Regions from separate parts of the Sus scrofa genome. Here region 1 is linked to region 2. The links are chromatin contacts, called in public Hi-C maps. All regions are on one chromosome and are shown on one strand. Each heading gives the region's core, a stretch centred on a gene start, on an enhancer-like site or on the middle of the called end of the contact. The rest is flanking DNA. Distances are from core to core; before and after follow the strand shown. Region 1 overlaps LOC106509733 (a long non-coding RNA gene). Region 2 has its middle 150 kb from the start of ANAPC1.

Evidence for each region. A called contact is a pair of places that touch in the nucleus more often than the background predicts.
Region 1: a contact with region 2 is called in a Hi-C map of retroperitoneal adipose tissue, with 2.2 times the contacts expected there. The contact joins two enhancer-like sites. A contact is called at or near these places in 12 of 47 Hi-C or Micro-C datasets (alveolar macrophages, embryonic fibroblasts, fetal skeletal muscle and 8 more) and 1 of 2 datasets of contacts at active chromatin or transcription factors (skeletal muscle).

Annotation. Positions count from the first base shown.
Region 1 is chr3:44,834,176-44,837,311 of Sscrofa11.1, forward strand. The region is part of intron 1 of LOC106509733 (a long non-coding RNA gene); the gene reads left to right. Among named protein-coding and RNA genes, the nearest start is that of ANAPC1, 350 kb to the left of the region's middle. Within about 2 kb of position 1,681, at least 5 of the 83 cell types and tissues checked have an H3K27ac peak or open chromatin away from gene starts, as enhancers often do. A contact at or near this core is called in retroperitoneal adipose tissue, where this site is marked.
Region 2 is chr3:44,627,701-44,630,809 of Sscrofa11.1, forward strand. No RefSeq gene overlaps it. Among named protein-coding and RNA genes, the nearest start is that of ANAPC1, 150 kb to the left of the region's middle. Within about 2 kb of position 1,556, at least 30 of the 83 cell types and tissues checked have an H3K27ac peak or open chromatin away from gene starts, as enhancers often do. A contact at or near this core is called in retroperitoneal adipose tissue, where this site is marked.

The DNA.
Region 1 (3,136 bases), core at 431-2,930, 210 kb after region 2:
CCAGTGGAAGGCATAGTCAGTAATGGGTAATTGGGTACATTAGGAAAGTTCCTTAAAGGACCTTGATATCCAAGAGGCTTAACCTTTATCCCCTACTTCCCTCCTTCCTCCTGTGTGAAATGCACAGGTGATGGCTGGAGATCCAGCAGCCTCCCTGAAGCCATAAGGCAACTTGGAGGAAGGAAGCCAGTGCTGAGGCTGGCAGAGCAGGCAGATCGAGCAGGTTTGGGAGGCCAGGAGCTTTGCCTGGGGATGTGACTATATTTGGAGTGAGTTTACCTGCATGATAGAGGGAGGTGGGAGAAATCACTGCTGAAATTCAATCTGTAGCTCAACTAAGAGGGTTTGTCAGGATGTCAGAGTCCCTTCTGCATGGAGCTGCCTTTTGTGTTTCAGGTTTAGCAGTCAGAGGCTCAGGGCTGCAGAGTAACTTCATGAACCTCATGTGTTCTGTTCTCATGGCCCCTTCCTGAGGACAAAAACTACCCCCCCACAAAACATACAGTGACTGTCTTGGTACAAAGATGCATGATACCCAGACTGGGTTTATTAGTATATATTTATTTTCAATATACTCAGCTTCTTCTTTTAATTTGAAAATAAACTAAAACATTTTAAGAGTATTATGGGCCCCAGGCCTTGTCTCTCATGTATACGATGCCCAAGTAGACCCTGGGAGGGCCTCGGCATGGTGACCTCCTGCCCTGGACTGTGGGTGATCCTCTGGTCTCTGGCTGATCCCTTGGACTGTGGCTACTCCCCTGGACTGTGGCTGATCTCCTGGACTGTGGGTGACCCACAGCAGTGCCTCTGAGGATGGCAGGCAGGTCTGGCCTATTGTGTGTTGCTGGTGAGCCTCCAGTCAGGTTTGGAGATGATGGTGTAGGTTTTCAGAGAAGGACTCTCAGAGTGGATGCAGCTACTCTCCTCTCCTCCTCCTCCTGTAATGGCTCTACTTGCTCAATTGATTTGTTCAGTGGGCATGGGTTTCGGTCTACAAAGCTAAGGTATCAAAACTAGAACACTCCTTTATTCCCTAAATCTCTAAATTATATGAAATCTGTTCCAGGCTCACCCTGTCTCTGCTTTGGCCCCTCAGCCCAGCAGCTGGGGAATTCAAGTGCAGTCATTATTAGGGATCCTTGTTGGTTCTGGTGTCATCAAACAATCTCAGGGGTGACATGGTGCCAGAAAACCAGGGAGGCCACTGCCTCAGGTGGCCACCACCACTGCTGCTTCAGCTCTGGAAACTTGGCAGAGGCAAGGCCCCAAAGCTCCTTAGGGCCCTGCTCCAGCCCATTGTCATCCACATGAGCCAGGGGTCAGTCCCCTGACCACGGCTTCCTACTAGAGATGTGCCACTCTTCCTGCGGCCTTGGTGTGAGTGCCCAGCCTCTGCAGCTGCCCTCAGCAGTGTCCAGTGGGGCCCCTCTATGCCCTGTCCTGCCTGCTGCCGGCTGCTGGGCCTCTTCTAACCTGCACCTCTGTCTGGGCCTGAGGGGCCAGAAAGAGCTGTGATACCAGAAAAAGCAGAACATGCCTGGGGGGCAGGAGGGACCTGTGGAAGTCACACAGTGTCTTCTGTGGCATCCTTAGCCCTCCAACCACATTGTCCAACAGGGAGCCACACCCACACATGGCTAGTGACTCAGGGTCCAAATTAAAAAAATTTTTTTTTTCATTTCAGTGAATTTAAATGTAAGTGCACAAAGCCAAATGTGGCTCGTGGTTACTCTGTTGGACGGCACAGACTTAGAGCTTGTTTTCCTAATCTGGGCGGTTTTGACAGTCAGGCCATCACCACGAAGAGGGATGTGGCTCTGGGGTGCAGGTGGTGGGTTGGACAGTGTGTGCCCCCTCAGCTGGTCCCCAGAGGGTGGGTGGCCCTATCAGGTGGAGAACCCCTTAGCCAGGGGCTGTGGGCTGGGCAGATGGGGGTCCCAAGCCTCTACTACTAGTGGCCACAAGCGCAAGCCTCAGTGTCCCCATCTCTGGGGGATAAAACCCCAAGTGACTCTCAGGGCCTCAAGGGTGCGGAGTGAGGGTCTTGATCGGGGGGATGGGTGCCTGACATCTGCAGCTTTTTGGAGGGGTGGGGCCTCAGCTGAGAAGCACACAGCCAATTCTTTGCTTATGGAATCTGATGATGAACTTGGGGATAGGCATCCTTAGTTTTGTTTGTGTAAAACCTCTTCAGGGACTAACCAGATTGGCCTAAGGAAACCTCAGGCGTGGCTCCTTTCTCTGTCCTTCTACAAATTCCCCAAGAGTGTTTTAACTTTTTTTTTTTTTTTTCCCTTAGGGCCCAACCTGCAGCATATGGAAGTTTCCAGACGAGGGGTTGAAATCAGAGCTGCAGCTGCAGGCCAACATCACAGCCACAGCCACAGCCACACAGCCATGTCTGTGACCTACACTGCCAATTGCTGCAACGCTGGATGCTTATAACCCACTGATCAAGGCCAGGTCTCAAACCTGCATCCTCATAGGTATCAGTCAAGTTTTTAACCTGCTGAGCCACAATGGGAATGCCTGACCCTTTTGACTTTTTTGAGAGAAGCAGTCAGTGGTGTCCAGCCATCACTGACAAGAAACATACAAGCAGTGGGGAGAGGAGCTGAGTGGGAGGAAGAGGCTAAGCCAGGCACTGGCCCTGCAGCTCTCAGCCAGGCACAAGCCCATTGGGGCACAGATGATGTCCTTGCGCACGTGTGGCCATAATTTAACACATTCATTAGCATCCACTGAGCCATTATTTGGTCCCCTAAACTGCTGAATTATGACATGAGCCCCAGCTTCTTTCATGCCAGAGCCCTTCCAACTGTATGGGTGTAACCACTTAGGTTCAAGCTCTTCCTTCTCTGCACAGTTCCTTAAAGATTCATCGTGAAGTGAGGGGTTCAGTGACATTGACCCTGTGCTGCCCTCTTTGGCACAGACTGCAATTTTCTTTTTTTCTTTTTTCTTTCTTTTTTTTTTTTAGGGTGGCATCCACGGCATATGGAGGTTCCCAGGCTAGGGGTCAAGTCAGAGCTACAGCTGCCAGCCTACACCATAGGCACAGCAACGCAGGATCCGAGCCACGTCTGTGAGCTACACCACAGCTAACGGCAATGCTGGATTCTTAACCCACTGA
Region 2 (3,109 bases), core at 306-2,805:
GAAGTTCCCAGGCAAGGGGCTGAATCAGAGTTGCAGCTGCCAGCCTGCACCACAGCCACAGCAACATCAGATCCGTGTAGCGTCTATGACCTATGCTTCAGCTTGCAGCAATGCCGGATACTTAACCCATCAGGCAAGGCCAGGGATCAAAACTACATCCTTTTGGACACTATGTTGGGTTCTTAACATGCTGAGCTCCCAGATTTGTTTTAAAGTCAAAGAGAAAGGAAATTATCAGGATGGGGACCATTCACAAGAACTTTTTATTAGTCCCAGCTTCCAACTTCCTTTGAATCCCAGCTTCTTTCTTTCAGGTGGCTCAGTCCCAAGGGTGTATATGACAAGGGTGTCAGCACATGGAATTTCTGTCCCGATTCTGCTTCAGACTTTGGGGGAAACAGCCCAAACCCTCTGTTTCAGGGTTAGCAACAGAGATATGACAGGAAAACAGCTACCAGAGAGCTTAGAAAGACAAAAGTGCTAAATAGAGATATGTGGGTATTATTATTTTTTCATTTTTTTAATGGGGGTGTTATTTTTAATCTTTGCAGCAGGCAGGCTGTGGCCTCCAAGAAAAATCTGAGGATAAGGAGACCTAAAACAAGTAATTGATTCTCTCTCAAAATCTGGATTTCACTCCCAGCTGCCCTTGCAGGCTGACCATACATTAAGCTCCCTGCTCTTGTCAAATCAATCATGTGATGAGGAGGCAATGCTACCCAGCCTCACAGTAGACAGGAGGCTGCTCTCCTTTGGAGTAAGACATGCTTTTAAATATGGTGAGACGGGAGTTTTCTGGTGGTGGTGCAGTGGATCAAGGATCTGGCATTGCCTTTGCAGTGGCTCAGGTTGCTGCTGTGGTGTGGGTTTGATTCCTGGCCTGGGAACCTCCACCCTCCACATGCCATGGGGGCAGCAAAAAAAAAAAAAAAAAAAAACCCCAAAAACAAAACCCAAATGCTGAAATGCCATGAGCAGCAGTGAGATCAGACTGTGTTTTCTCTTCTTTCTCTTTAGGACAGACCACCATAATATGCCAAGCCCTGTCCACCCTTTGGGCGTTTTCTATGTGATCCCATGAGTGGCCAGTAGGTGGCACAAGACACACACCATGGCTGCCGGCTTTGCCCCACTCAGCCTTTCTCAGAAGGGAAAGATCTATTTCTAATCCAGCCCAGGCTTTATGGCAATGCTTAATCACATGGAAGGGAACATGCAATAACTACTGGTATTTCTGTAAACATGCATGCTTAGAGCAGCTGCCAGTTGGGGCTGAGGACAGAGGGAACATGCAGTGAGAGGTCTCCTGAGGACAGTCTATAAAAGGAAAACCCTGTGGGTTTTTAATTTAAGAGCCTCTCAGCTAACCTTTGTGACTCATCGAAAGAAACATTTAGAACCCGGAAGGACAGTGATCATACATTTTTTGGATTGTAACCTGGTTCTCCTTCCATCCTACCCCCTCCCCCTTCCCCCAAATGGTAGATTTCAGAAGGTCCCGGCTACAGGGCCGAGCCAGCACCTTCTGAACCAATGGTGGCTTATTTTCCTATTCTTTTGTCCTGGCAAGTTGCCTGTTTCTTGGGTTTGTTCTTTCCCTGGAGGAAAGTTGATCTGATCTCACTCTGCCATTAATAAAATTGGCACCAGATGGATGTGGAGCTGAAGAGCAGACACATCACAGCAAAACAAAGTGTGATCTAGTCAGAGATGGGGCAGTAAGGATTGGGTGCTTTTAACATCTGTGGCAAGTTAAAAAATTGTGGCAAAATATACAACATAAAATTTACATCTTAGCCATTTTAGGTGTATATTCAGTGGTATTTAATACATTCATATGGTGTGGCCATCACCACCATCCATCTCCATAAGTTTTCCTCTTGTAAGATGGAAACACTATGTCCATTAAACACTAACTTCCGTTTCTGTGAGCTGTGGTGTAGGTCGCAGACGTGGCTTGGATCCTGTGTTGCTATGGCTGTGGTATAGGTTGGCAGCTACAGCTCCGATTCGACCCCTAGCCTGGGAATCTTCATATGTCATGGGTGCAGCCCTAAAAAGACAAAACCAAACCCAAAAAACCCGCTAACTCCTCATTGCCCTTTCCCTGCAAATCATCACACCACTTTCTATCCCTATGAATTTGATTACTCTAAATACCTCATATAAGTGGAATCACATAGTAGTTTTCCTTTGTGTATCTGGCTTGTTTCACTGAGCATAACATCCTCAAGGTTCACCCATGTTGTAGCAGGTGTCAGAATTTCCTTCCCTTTAAGGGTAAATGATATTCCATTGTATGTATAGCCAACATTTTGTTTATCCATTCCTCTGTTGTTGGATACTTGGATTGCTTCCACCTTTTGGTATTGTGAGTAATGCTGCTATGAACAAGGGTGGACAAATATGTCTTTGAGACCCCCTTTCAGTTCTTTTGGGTATGTACTCACAAGTGGGATGGCTGAATTATGCAACAGTTCTATTTTTATTTTTTATTTTTTTGCCACGCCCATAGTATGCAGAAGTTCCCAGGCCACAGACTGAACCTGAGCCACTGCAGTAACAATGCTGAATCCTTAACTGCTAGGCCACCAGGGCCTCTCTGTCACCCCCTGCCTGGTCAGGGATAAGTCCCTTCACAGTAAGTGCCACCCTCTGGTTAAACTGGGGTTTGGACTTCATAAGAGCTCGACTGGGGTTTGGACTTCAGAAGGGCTCGGATTTCCAAGTGAAGGCTCTGCCCAGATTTCTGCTGTTTCTGCAAGTCAGCCAACGGCCACGCTGCCCAGAGGCAGGTACGACTCATTCAAGTGCAGGAGAATTCCAGTTTTATTATTAAAAACCAAAATCCCATCATTCATTGAGCATTGAAAGGTTTAAGACATTTGCTGGCTGATATATAATGGGTTGTTCATCGATAATGGCTTTTTATCAAATGGAAGCTTATAACTTTTGGAAGGTTGTTCCAGTAATCACCTTGATTAATAGTGTACAGTTTGCTTTTTGAGGACTTCCTCTCCTTCTTTATTTACCACACAGCCATGTGGCAGCAGCATGTCCAGTTTTCCAGATGGGGAGATGGAGGCTGAGGCTAAGGGCAGAGGAAGGC